Regions from separate parts of the Callithrix jacchus genome. Here region 2 is linked to region 1. The links are chromatin contacts, called in public Hi-C maps. All regions are on one chromosome and are shown on one strand. The core of a region is the stretch at or near the end of the contact, and the rest is flanking DNA. Distances in the headings are between cores, read along the strand shown.

Region 1 (6,260 bases), core at 1,593-4,092:
AAATTCCTGGCCTCAAGCAATCTACCTGCCTCAGTCTCTCAAAGTGCTAGGCCTACAAGTGTGAGCCACCGTCATTTTTTGAGTCCTTAAAATATTCCTGAAAGGTAGATATTTTTATAGATGGGGAAACTCAGGCTCATTGATTGGCTAGCACCTTAACCAACACGACAAAGTTAGTCAGTGGCAAAGTCATTCATGACTATGACCTTCTCTACTGCATAGAAAGAAGAGTTAAAACTTATTATTTTTCTTTTTTTGAGATGGAGTCTTGCTCTGTCACCCAGTCTGGAGCGCAATAGTGTGATTTCGGCTCACTGCAACCTCTACCTCCTGGGTTCAAGCAATTCCCCTGCCTCAGCCTCCCAAGTAGTTGGGATTACAGGCACCCGCCATCACCCCAGGCTAGTTTTTGTAAAGATGGGGTTTCATCATGTTGGCCAGGCTGGTCTTAAACTCCTGACCTCAGGTGACCTGCCTGCCTTGGCCTCCCAAAGTGCTGGGATTATAGGTGTAAGCCACCACGACCAGTCTATAAAAACTTCTAAATAGTCATGGCTCTTCAGATATGAACCCAATTTGCCTTTCCGGTCTCAACTGCAACCAGCATCCCTCACAGTCCAACCTTATGGACTACTGACCACTCTGAGCACCCAAAGCACACTTTAGTATCTTCATGCTTCCTTGTGTTGCTTATTAATTAATCCTGCCTCAGACACCTCCCCTCTTCTCTCCTAGGAAATCCTGCTTATCCCTCCAGGCTAAAGGAGTCAACTCCGAGAAGCCCCTGCCCTGGATAGAGGGCATCCCCACTGACCTGTGCTCCAGAGCACTCTGGTCCTCTCTTGTAGAACCTATCACAGTCCCTCGCAGGGTGGACACATCAGCTGCCCCACTCTGCAGCAAGCCTCTTCAGGTCAGAAGTCATGTCTTTTCATATCTGCATTCCTAGTTCTCAGCACAGTTTCTGACTCATAAATATTTGTGGAATGAATGAATGGCACTGGGACTAACAGAATAATGTTCCTTTTTAGCCACAAAGCTCTATATGTGCAAAACCCTATGTCACAAATGGATATACTGTCGAGTTCCTTTGAATAACTTGTTCTTCCTGACACATGTAATAAAAGGGTTCAATTTACAAAAACTAAATTTGAGTACAACTTTTGGTATATCTGTACTAGAAAAAAGACGAAAAGTACATTCTGTATGCATCTTATTTCTTTTATTTTTCCTTTTTTTTTGAGACTGAGTCTCACTCTACCACCCAGGCTGGAGTACAGGAGTGTGATCTTGGCTCGCTGCAACCTCCACATCCTGGGTTCAAGCAATTTTCCTGCCTAGGCCTCCTGAGTAGCTGGGATTACAGGTGCCTGTCACCATGTAATCGACTAATTTTTGTATTTTTAGTAGAGATGGGGTTTCATCATGTTGGCCAGGCTGGTCTTTAACTCTTGACCTCAAGTAATGCGCCCACCTTGGCCTCCCAAAGCGCTGGGATTACAGGTGTGAGCCACCACGCCTGGCCTCTTTCTTTCTTTTCTTTTTTTGTTTTTTTTTGAGACAGGGTCTTGCTCTGTCACTTAGGCCAGAGTGCAGTGGCACAATCATGGCTCTCACTGCAGCTTTGACCTCTTGGGCGCAAGCAGTCCTCTAGCCTCAGCCACCAAAGCAGCTAGGAATACAGGTGTGTACCACCATCCCAAGCTAACTTTTTTTTTTTGTGGAGTCAGTGTTTTGCTATGCTGTCCAGGCTGGTCTCAAACTCCTAGGCTCAAGTGATCCTTCTGCTTCACTTGAAGGATCAAATTATGGGAATAGGTAAAAGCCACCATGCCTGGCACATTTTAGTTTTTAAAATAATGCCAGCAGCCAGCAGTGGTGGCTCATGCCTATAATCCCAACACTTTGGAAGGCCAAGGTGGGCAGATCATGAGGTCAACTGATCGAGACCATCCTGGCCAACATGATGAAACCCTGTCTCTACTAAAAATACAAAAATTAGCTGGACGTGGTGGTGCAGGTCTGTAGTCCCAGCTACTCAGGAGGCTGAGACAGGAGAATCGCTTGAACCCAAGAGGCAGAGGTTGCAGTGAGCTGAGATGGCGCCACTGCACTCCAACATGGTGACAGAGTGGACTCTGTCTCAAAAAAAAAAGAAAAAACAATAATGCCAGCTGTGTAGCCCTCGTTTCCGGGAGCATGAGGAAGAAGGAGCTGTCAATGGGGCCCTGCTACAGAACATACAAGAGGAAATGGACTATTAGGGGCAAGGCTAAAACTCAACTACTTTCTTTATAAAATGAGAGGAACGGTTTGAACTTCTGTCTACAAAAGGCAGGTAGAGGCAGGGCACAGTGGCTCATACCTATAATCTCAGTATTCTGGGAGGCCAAGACAGACAGATTACTTGAGCGAAGGAGTTTGAGACCAGCCTGGACTATATAGTAAGACACTGTCTCTATAAAAAATTAAAAAAAAAAAAACAAAGAGGCCGGGCGCGGTGCCTCACGCCTGTAATCCTAGCACTTTCGGAGGCCAAGGTGGGTGGATCACATGAGGTCAGGAGTTTAAGACCAGCCTGGCCATCATGGTGAAGCCCCATTTTAAAAAGAAAATAGCCAGGCATAGCAGTGCATGCTTGTAGTCCCAGCTATTGGAGAATCTGAGGTGGGACAATCACATGAGCCTAGGAATTCCAGGCTGCAGTGAGCTGTAGCTGCGCCACTGTACCCTAGCTTGGGTAACAGGGCAAGACCCTGTCTCAAAAAGAAAAAAAGGGCAGATAGGAAGGAGTCAAGGCATTACTTGATATTCTGACAATCCTAATTTCACTAAGCCTCTAAATAACTTAGAGTTTTGGCAGTAAGTGTCTCAACAAAACAAGATCCAACTCAATAAAGGAGCAGAAAAGTAACACTAGCTCTTCCACCACATAGGAAGGAAAGAGATGGCCTTTATTTAACATTTTATAACTGATTCACAGATACCTTATTTCCTCTGTATAAGGAACCAGAGCAGAAAGACCTTCAGAAGCCTAGTTTACTACTTAAGATAGTACGTAAAAACCAGTGAAGAGGCTGGGTGCAGTGGCTCATGCCTGTAATCCCAGAACTTTGGGAGGCTGACGTGGGTGGATTGCCTGAGGTCAGGAGTTCGAGACAAGCCTGGCCAACATAGTGAAATCCCATCTCTGCTAAAAATATAAACAATTAGCTGGGTGCTGCGGCAGGCACCTGTAATCCCAGCTACTAGGGAGGCTGAGGCAGGAGAATCACTTAAACTCGGGAGGTTGAGGTTGCAGTAAGCCAAGATCTCGCCATTGCACTCCAGCCTGGGCAACAACTCCATTTCAAAAACAAACAAACAAAGAAACCAGTGAAGATCCCTCTACCTAGAACGATAAACAGCTGTAGAAATAACTCACTGGAAAGGGAGCAAGTATAGCTAACATTGCTGCATGCTGCTTTTTGTCCAGCAATTCCAAGGCATCTTCCAAGCATTACATTCTTCTAAAGTCAGAACTGTCTCCATGTTACAAGTAGGTAATTTGAGTGCCTGAGTGATACATTTGCCAAGGTTACAAAGAGTTTAATGGTAAGATATAAATAAAACTTGAAATCTAGATTCCAACTGTCTTCCACCACACACACACACACACACACACACACACACACACATGCACACACACACATAGTTTCTTTAAATCTGACCCTTAAGACTTGATAGTAAATTTGGCTTTGGGCCAGGTTTGGTGGCTCACGCCTGTAATCCCAACACTTTGGAATGCCGAGGCAGGGAGACTGCTTGACACCAGGAGATTGAGATCAGTCTGGGCAATAAACCAAGACCCTATCTCTACAAAAAAATTTAAAAAACTGGCCCAGTGAGCAGCATGCACCTGCGGTCCCAGCTACGCAGGAGACTGAGGCAAGCAGATCATTTGAACCCAAGAGTTTGAGGCTTCAGTGAGCTATGATCACGCCACTGCACTCCAGCCTGGGTGATAGGATGAGACCCTAGCTCTAGAGGGAAAAAAAACTGGCTTTAATGGATTATCCTAAGAGGTAGATCTGTGGTGTGAAGCTCAAATAATACACTTTTTAGTCTGCTCTTTCAGAAATGACAGGAAATTCCAGAAGCCAGGAAGTCTATGGCATTTATACCTTAATATAACAATTAATTTTATACAAATAATTTCACTACCCACATTCATTCTCTCTGCAAAGAGGAGCCACTCTTGCTGCATGCTGCTGGATGGCTTTAAAAGGTTGTTCTCTTTCGCACTCCTCTGTAACCTAACACTCAGGTACTGACACCCAAGATCTTTTGCTAGAGAGTGGAAGTCAGCTGTTTAGAACTCAAGCTACATGTCAATCTTCAATCTCTGGGCCCTCCCCTAAACAAGCCTGTTGTGCAGTAATGGTAAAACCCAGAGGTCAGCTCAGCAGATGGAATTACACATGGAATACGAACTCTGACAAGGCGCTCCAAGAGAACATATCACTGCCATTAGTTCTACTTTTATTTATTTATTGAGACAGATTCTTGCTCTGTTGCTGAAGCTGCAGTGATCATAGCTTATTGAAGCCTTGGCCTCCTGGGCTCAAGCAATCTTCCCACCTCAGCCTCCTGAGTAACTGGGACTAGAGGCATGCACCACCATGCCTATTTTTTTAATTCTATATTTTGTAGCGATGAGGGTCTTGCTATGTTGCCCAGGCTGGTCTTCAACTTCTAGGCTCAAGAGATCCACCAGCCTCGGTCTCCTGAGCAGCTGGGACTGTAGGTGTGAGCCACTGCACTGGCCTCATTGCACTTTTAGATATCTATCAATATTTCAGAAACTGCACTTGAAGATCTACACAGTGGACTCACAAACAGGATGTGGGCAGAGTTCCTGAGTACACCTGACCTGACTAGCAAAAATGGCAGAGTGGCTTAGTCTCTGGATCCAGACTGCTGGGTTCCAATCCTGATCCCTTACAGGCTGTGCAGTCTTTATTTAAACTCTGTGCCTCATGTTCTTTACCTGTCGGATGAAGACCTTCCTCATTATGATGTGAGGACAAAATGAGATAACACAGATAAAAAGCTTAGAACAATTAGCCCTGGCAAAAATTAGGTGTTCAAATGTTAGCCATTATTATTATCAAATAACCTGTGGGGAAAAGAAAAGAGAAACATGCTGCATTTATTCTCTATACTACATTTCTATGTGGCTATATAAAGTTCTCTGATTTGCTTTCCTAATATAAAACTGTCTTTTATTTTTATTTTTTTAGACTTTTAAAAATTTCACTCCTTATAAAACCATAAAATTATGTCTTTTTAAGATATTCGCCGGGCATGGTGGCTCACACCTGTAATCCCAACACTTTGGGAGGCCGAGGTGGGTGGATCACCTGAGATCAGGAGTTCAAGACCAGCCTGGCCAACATGGTGAAACCCGATCTCACTTGATCTTAGCCAAAAGGCTGAGAAGTGATATGAAACCCCATCTCTACTAAAAAAATACAAAAATAGTTGGGCGTGGTGGCAGGCACCTGTAATCCCAGCTACTCAGAAGGCTGAGACAGGAGAATCACTTGAGCCTGGGAGACTGAGGTTGCAATGAGCTAAGATCACGCCGCTGCACTCCAGCCTGGGCGACAGAGTGAGACTCTGTCTCAAAAAAAAAAAAAAAAAAAAATTTCATTTGTTCTGTGCAACATTAAGCACACTTGATTACTACATAAAAGCAACAAGAAAAACTCAAATGTTGATGTTCCTTTTTTAAAAAATGGCATTTATTTGTTGATTGATTAAGATGGAGGAGTCTTGCTATGTTGCTCAAACTGAACTCGAACTCTCCTGGGCTCAGGTGATCCTCCCATCTCAGCTTCAGCCTCCACTGTGCCCAGCTTGATCTTCTTTGGAAAAAAGCCTCAACTTTGGCCAGGCACAGTGGCTCATGCCTGTAATCCCAGAACTTTAGGAAGCTGAGGTGGGTGGATTGCGAGGTCAGGAGATGGAGACCATCCTGGCCAACATGGTGAAACGCTGTCTCTACTAAAAATAAAAAAATTAGTCAGGTGTAGTGGTGCACACCTGTAATCCCAGCTACTCAGGAGGCTGAGGCAGAAGAATCGCTTTAACCCGGCAAGCAAAGGTTGCAGTGAGCTGAGATCGCACCATTGCACTCCAGCCTGGGCAACAGAGCGACACTCCGTCTAAAAAAACCCCAAATAACAAAAAAGGTTCTTAAAGTCAAGGCTGCTACC
Region 2 (6,260 bases), core at 1,531-4,030, 47 kb after region 1:
GAAATGGGGTTTCGCCATGTTGGCCACGCTGGTCTCGAGTGGTCCGCCTGCCTCAGCTTCCCAAAGTGCTGGGATTACAGGAGTGAGCCACTGTGCCCAGCCCATGGCATGTTTTTATTTGCTCTATTTGACCTACCATACATTGTCCTCTCAGATGAAAACAATAGTACCTTCAGTTAATAATAACCTTGCATTTAGGAAGTTGCTTTCATTGCATCAGCTCAAAGCCCTCTACTAACATGACCTCATTCATTCTCCCAGGAGTGAGGCGGTCAGAGGTTCCCAGCTATTCATCTCCAGCCAGATTCTCAAAAGCCGAAATACGGATTAAGCACTTCCACCTCTCAGGACCACCAGTCACGGGCTCTCTGGCTCTCCTTCTCCGTTCCCGAGTGACCTTAGGCCCACAGAAGATAACCAGAACCTGAGTCCCTCTGGCTTGGGGGCCTTGCCCTCCAGGCCTCGCCCAGGTACCCACAGCTGGGCCTTGGAATTGTTAAACATTACATAAACGTTCTGGATAAACTGCCTTGATATCCAGGAAATAACAGGTTCGGCAATTTTGGACTCTTGCTTTCCTTGGGAAGTTAACTTCTGAATTAAGACCTACGGGCTCATAAAAGATATTCTACAGCCAAAAGTGTCTCTGCCCAGGGTAGACCCTCCTACTCACGGCCCTGACATGCTTGACACCTGCAAGTACTTGTGAGAACCTGGAGCTCCGCAGTGACAGTACTTCCTTGTTCTGGGCTGCTTGCGGCCTCAGCTCCCTGGCAACGTGTGCTGCCGGCTGCTCACTTTTGTTTTCACCTTGCAATTACTGGACTGGAAGGCTGCAAGCTGTATTGGACTCTCCAGCCAGTCGCCAGATCCCAGCCCATGTGTACTTCAGGGCATCCAAGTGCAACCACGGCAATTCCCAGGAAAGAGCTGACTCCTACTCCTTCAAAACAAACAAACAAAAAACTAAATGGAATGAGCTCATTATAGTACCTGAATTTGTTTTTCATCAGTACAGAAACATTAACGTTAGTTGTAATCTTCTTGTTTGTAAACTTTAAAAATACATATTGTCAAGTTTTCTTACATGGAGACTTAAATCCAATTTAGGCAAAGTCAAGATAGAACCACAGTGTGCTTTCTTATTATAAGCCTCCTTCTGTTCTGCATACCTTTAACTAGTTAAAATATACTCTGTAATTAGTAGTTCGGATCAAAAACTAAGTTCTCCTGAAACAGAAACTCTAACAGTGAATCCTTAACAATGTTTATCTCCCTAATCTCTTCTGCCCCTTCCCCAATCTGCTTAAACTCCTAGTTCTTTTCCTACCCCTACAATTCCCAAACACAGCCCTGAAGATCAAACCCTAATCCAGAAGATGGAAGCTCAGCACATATAAACACATTTGGGGCCGAGCATGGTGGCTCACATGTGTAATCCCTGTGCTTTGGGAAGCTGAGGCAGGAGAATCACTTTAGTTCAGGAGTTCAAGACCAGCCTAGAAAACATAGTGAGACCTCATCTCTACTAAAAATTCAAAAATTAGTCAGGCATGGTGGTGTGTGCCTGTAGTCCCAGCTACTCAGGAGGCTGAGGCAAAGAGGATCACTTGAGGCTTCGGTGAGCCATGAGCATGGCACTCCGACCCTGTCTCAAAAACAACAGCAGCAACCACATTTTGGGCTTTAAAGGGCTACGACTGAGAAAAAGTATCTGTGTAGAAACCCTCACTGTTTTTTATTGTTTATTTTTATTTTGTAACAGTGGAGTCTGTGCTATGTTGCCCAAACTGGTGTTGAACTCCTGGCCTCAAGTTATCCTCCTGTCTCAGCCTCCCAAAGTGCTGGGATTATAGGTGTAAGCCACCCCAAACCTAGACTCCACCCATTGTTTTTTAAAAATATGGTAAAAATTAAAGCTTCATCTTAGCTTTCGTGACAAGCAAGAGATAAAAAAAAGAAATGAAAGCTTCAGTTAGGTCAACTGATTCAACCAGAAAAAAATCCTTGGCTTGGGATATTGGTCACTGAGAAAGTCTCACTTTTTCCCTTGCATATCAAATTTATTGTGCATAAATCTTGGCTTCCATCTTCAGAGAGCAAAGTCTTTGGTCTAAAAACGTAGGGAAAGACTGCTCGATCCTTGTGGTGGGTAGTGATTAAAAGAGGGGAGGATGAGGATTCTTAGGGTGCAGGTAATGTTCTGTTAATTAATCTGGGTGTTCACTTGATGAAAAGTCTGGAAGCTGTACCTGCGACATCGCACTTTCCTAATATACATTATATTTCAATCAAATATTTTTTTAGAACAAATTGGACTGCTTTAAAGTTATTTTAAAAATTACATGCTTTTGATGCTCTTGAGACTTGAGCAGCTGCAAAGGTTCTGTTTTCTATTTTGATCATTCTGTTTCTCGAGATGACCACATCTTTCAGAGGAAATGAGTCAAAGCCACTCGGTCTTGCTTTTCCAGCTGAGCATGTTCTGTTTCAATGAAGTAATGAATGAACTTGGCAGCACCACCCCCTAGCCTACAACAGCAAACAGAGGGCCCTTGGCCAATCAGCAGGCACTCTGGGTTTTCAAGTTGAGTTCAAACAGGACCGTGGGAGGCCAATCAATACCTTCGGCCCCGCCCCGAACGCCCGGCTGTGGCCAATCACGAGGCCAGATGAGCCAAAACACAGCGGCCAGCCAATGCCGGGAGCCCCACGGTGCCGAGCTCCGCCAATGGGCGCGGCCGGGCGAAAAGAGAAACAGTGCGGGCCCCGCAGGCCGCAGGATTCGAATCGAACGTCCTTACGGGAGCCTGGCGCTGGCGGAGCGGCGCGCCGGCCAATCAGCGGCGGCTCCCGAACGTTGGGTCGCCCCGGCCCCGCCCCGCACTGTTGTTTGTGGTTCGGCCGGGCCGCGGGAGCCGAACCACAACATTCGCCTGGCGGGCGGCGGCGGCGGCGGCGGTGAGCGCGAGCCACGGAGCCTAGGGCGGCTGGCCTCCCGCGCCCGCTCAGCCCCGCGTCTGCGTCCGGCCAGAGCCGCCGGGCCCCGCGCCGCGCCATGTCGGTGAACATGGACGAGCTGCGGCACCAGGTCATGATCAACCAGTTCGTGCTGGCCGCGGGCTGCGCGGCCGACCAGGCGAAGCAGCTGCTGCAGGCGGCCCACTGGCAGTTCGAGGTGCGAGCCCGGCCGCGGGGGTCGGGGACGCCGGGCGGCGGCGGTGGGGGCGGGGAGCGCTCCTGTCGGCGGCCGGGAAGCCGAGCGGCGACAGCGAGCCGGTCTCACGCGGGTCCGGGGCTGGGGCCGGGGATGGCTCCCTCTGCACGTGGGGCAGCCGAGGATCTGGAGCTGCGGGCCCGGCACGGAGGCAGGGGGAGCCGGTGGGGGGCCGGGCCGGGCCGCTGCGCTTCCTGCTAACGCCGGGTCCGGTTGCCACTACCCTGTTTGTCCGCAGACCGCGCTGAGCACGTTCTTCCAAGAAACCAACATTCCCAACAGCCACCACCACCACCAGATGGTAAGCGGCGGCGGGCAGGGGCGCGGGCCGGGGCCGCTGTCAGCGCGGCAGTGACAGCCATGTTGCCGGGGAGCGCCGCGCCGCGAATGTAAACAAAGAGCCAAAATGTCTTCCAGGAAAGAGCGGCTCCTGGGCCGGCGGTGGCGCTTCCAACTTTGGGGCCCGCCTCTCGGGCTGCTGCTGCTTAGCCTCGGGACTGGTGCCCAGCACTGGGCCCTGGGGGGAAGGGGCGCCAGAGTTGGTGGTAGAAGGGAGGGGGAGAGGGCCGGGGGCCTGGCGAGGGGCTCGGGAGCTGGGGGACCCTAGGGCCAGGGGATGGGGAGGGGGCTCGGATGATGCCCAGACTTCTGGGGAACTGGGAAACCCGGACGAAGGGCCCAGGGAGGGCGCTGGGGTTGTTTGTGTTTATGGGGAGCCCCTCGTGCTGTTGAGTGGCAGTCCCCCTCCCCCTCCACACACACACCCAATGCTACTGGGAACAGGAAAGGCACGAATCCACCCTGGCTCAGGAAGCCGGGCTCTACCCACAAAGATCTGTTCACCCTTCTGAAGCCCAAGGGGACTGGGAAGTTGGAAGGACATACATCCCCCAAGCCAGGAGGACACACAAATTTTGACCTAAGATAAGGCCAGGAATGTGCCTTTAATCTCAGTGTGTCGAGCTCCACCAGCCCAGCACACAGAGAAATGGCCCCGGTCTGGATTTGCTTTAACTCTGGCCCAGGCCCCAGCCTTTGCCCTCCTGGCCATGGGGTACCCTGCTTTCTTGAGGCCAAGGACATCCCTCCTCTATCCTACCCCCCTAGTTACCTATTAGCCCTGCTGGGGGAGGAGGGGCTGGGCTCAGCGATAGGGATCTGAAAACATTGTTCCCCAGGAAGGCTGTTGTGGCTTCTAGGGTGAATTTTTGGCGTTTTTAACACTTGGTGTCCTTGCGCTTGGCTCTCTGTTTTCATCTAGTCACCGAGGACAAGTAGAGGGATCCATCTTGACCATTTAAACTAGTTTTTCTCTTAGAATGGCTGATGCTGTATATGAATCAAGTAAAAATAGCATTTGAGTATGATTTGGGCATGGCACTGGCCACAGGGCTCTTAAAAACACGAGAGGATTTGGTCTCCAGGAGACACCCTCCCCTGCACTTGACCATGAGAAATCTCCAGCTCCCACATGTGCTTGAGCCTTGAAGCTCCCTGCCATCTCCTGTCAGAGGGCCCCTGAGGTTTCCCCCCACCAGCTGTGGCCATTTCAAAAAGCTCAGAACTTCCAGATACTGCAGCCATTCGGAGGGGCCAGGGACAGAGAGGCTCCCCAGGGAGAGCTGGTGTGGCCTCCTGTTTAGTTCCTCCTGTCCCCTGCAAATCCCAAGGAGATGGTAAGTCCCTTTGGAAGCATCCCTCAAGGAAGGCGGCAGGTTTTGTAACACATAAGCAGTGTGTCCATCAGTGCCCAAGTGTGAGTGCCTCAGCCTCAGGGTTGAGGATACTGTCCCTGCTCTCAAAAAGTTCGTGTTTTTTTTCATCTAATTTTATTTTTGACAAAGGGGCGGGGTGGGGGGAGTCTCTCTGTGTCACCCAGGCTGGTCTCAAACTCCTGGCCTCAAGTGATCCTCCAGTTCAGCCTTCCAAAGTGCTGGGATTATTATAGGTGTGAGCCACCACACCCAGTTAGCAATGTCTTTCTTTCTTTCTTTTTTATTTTTGAGATGGAGTTTTGCTCTTGTTGCCCAGGCTGGAGTGCAGTGGTGTGATCTTGGCTCACTGCTACCCCCGCCTCCTGGGTTTAAGCGGTTCTCCTGCCTCAGCCTCCCCAGTAGCTGGGATTACAGACATGCACCACCATGCCTGGCTAATTTTGTATTTTTAGTAGAGACGAGGTTTCTCCATGTTGGTCAGACTGGTCTCAAACTCCTGACCTCAGGTGATCAGGCCTGCCTCAGGCTCCCAAAGTGCTGGGATTACAGGTGTGAGCCACCCGGCCTGGCAATTTGTTTTAGACAAAAGAAATCAAAAGAAAAATTTTAAACAAAAAATAAAACACTAGAGACCAGTAACAGCAAAATGGGAAAACCAGAAATCATGAGTAATTGACAAATGATTGTCCCATAGATTAATGCAGATTCCCACAGGTGGAGGAAGCTTCCGAGTTGATCAGGAGTGTTTCCCAGTTGGAAGTGGAGAAAAGCACAACAGACTTGAAGTGGGTGCAGGGGACACTGGGTTCTCTTGAGAACTGGCCAAGGGGGCTTTGAGCATCTGGTTCAAAATCCTGATTTGGCAGAAGCAGAGAAAAGCTTCAGAGAGGATCAAGAACTTGCCAGAGCTCACACAGGCAGGCCAACACAGGCCTGCAGCCATCATCGAGGTGTTCTCTGGTGGCTGTTTGAGGAGACAGGCCTTGCTGCCTTGGGGAACTGGGGAAGTCGGTCACGATGCCATGATGCAATTGGCCTCCACCCCCACCCTTCATTCATTGTTTCCTGCTGCCGAGAAGTCAGCCCCAGAGGGTGGGAGCGGGGGCAGGGAGTAGTGGAGGGAGGAGGGGAAAGGTCGGGGTGGGGCCAGGCCTCTGCTTTGAGTCCTTCGGCCTCCCGTGGGGGCCCCTAGGGAAGGCAAGGGTCACAGCTCCCTTGGTGCCCTAGGTGCTGACGTGGCGTGGGGCTCAGTGAACAGGGTGGACTGGTGTCCTCCTCCCTTGTATCTTATACCCCCACCATAAGATGGTGTGAAAGCTGGGTGTGAA

Evidence for each region. Hi-C and Micro-C count contacts between places; a contact is called where the count stands out from the background.
Region 2: a Hi-C map of skeletal muscle shows a contact between it and region 1, with 1.9 times the contacts expected there. The contact joins the promoter of UBALD2 here to the enhancer-like site in region 1. A contact is called at or near these places in 2 of 3 Hi-C or Micro-C datasets (both in skeletal muscle).

What each region holds. Positions count from the first base shown.
Region 1 is chr5:132,110,954-132,117,213 of calJac240_pri, forward strand. The region is part of intron 2 of RNF157 (ring finger protein 157); the gene reads right to left. Among named protein-coding and RNA genes, the nearest start is that of RNF157, 24 kb to the right of the region's middle. Within about 2 kb of position 2,843, at least 1 of the 16 cell types and tissues checked has an H3K27ac peak or open chromatin away from gene starts, as enhancers often do. A contact at or near this core is called in skeletal muscle, where this site is marked.
Region 2 is chr5:132,158,229-132,164,488 of calJac240_pri, forward strand. UBALD2 (UBA like domain containing 2) reads left to right here and starts at 2,781. Exons shown (of 3, transcript XM_008997776.5): 1 at 2,781-3,178; 2 at 3,456-3,518. The coding sequence starts at 3,059.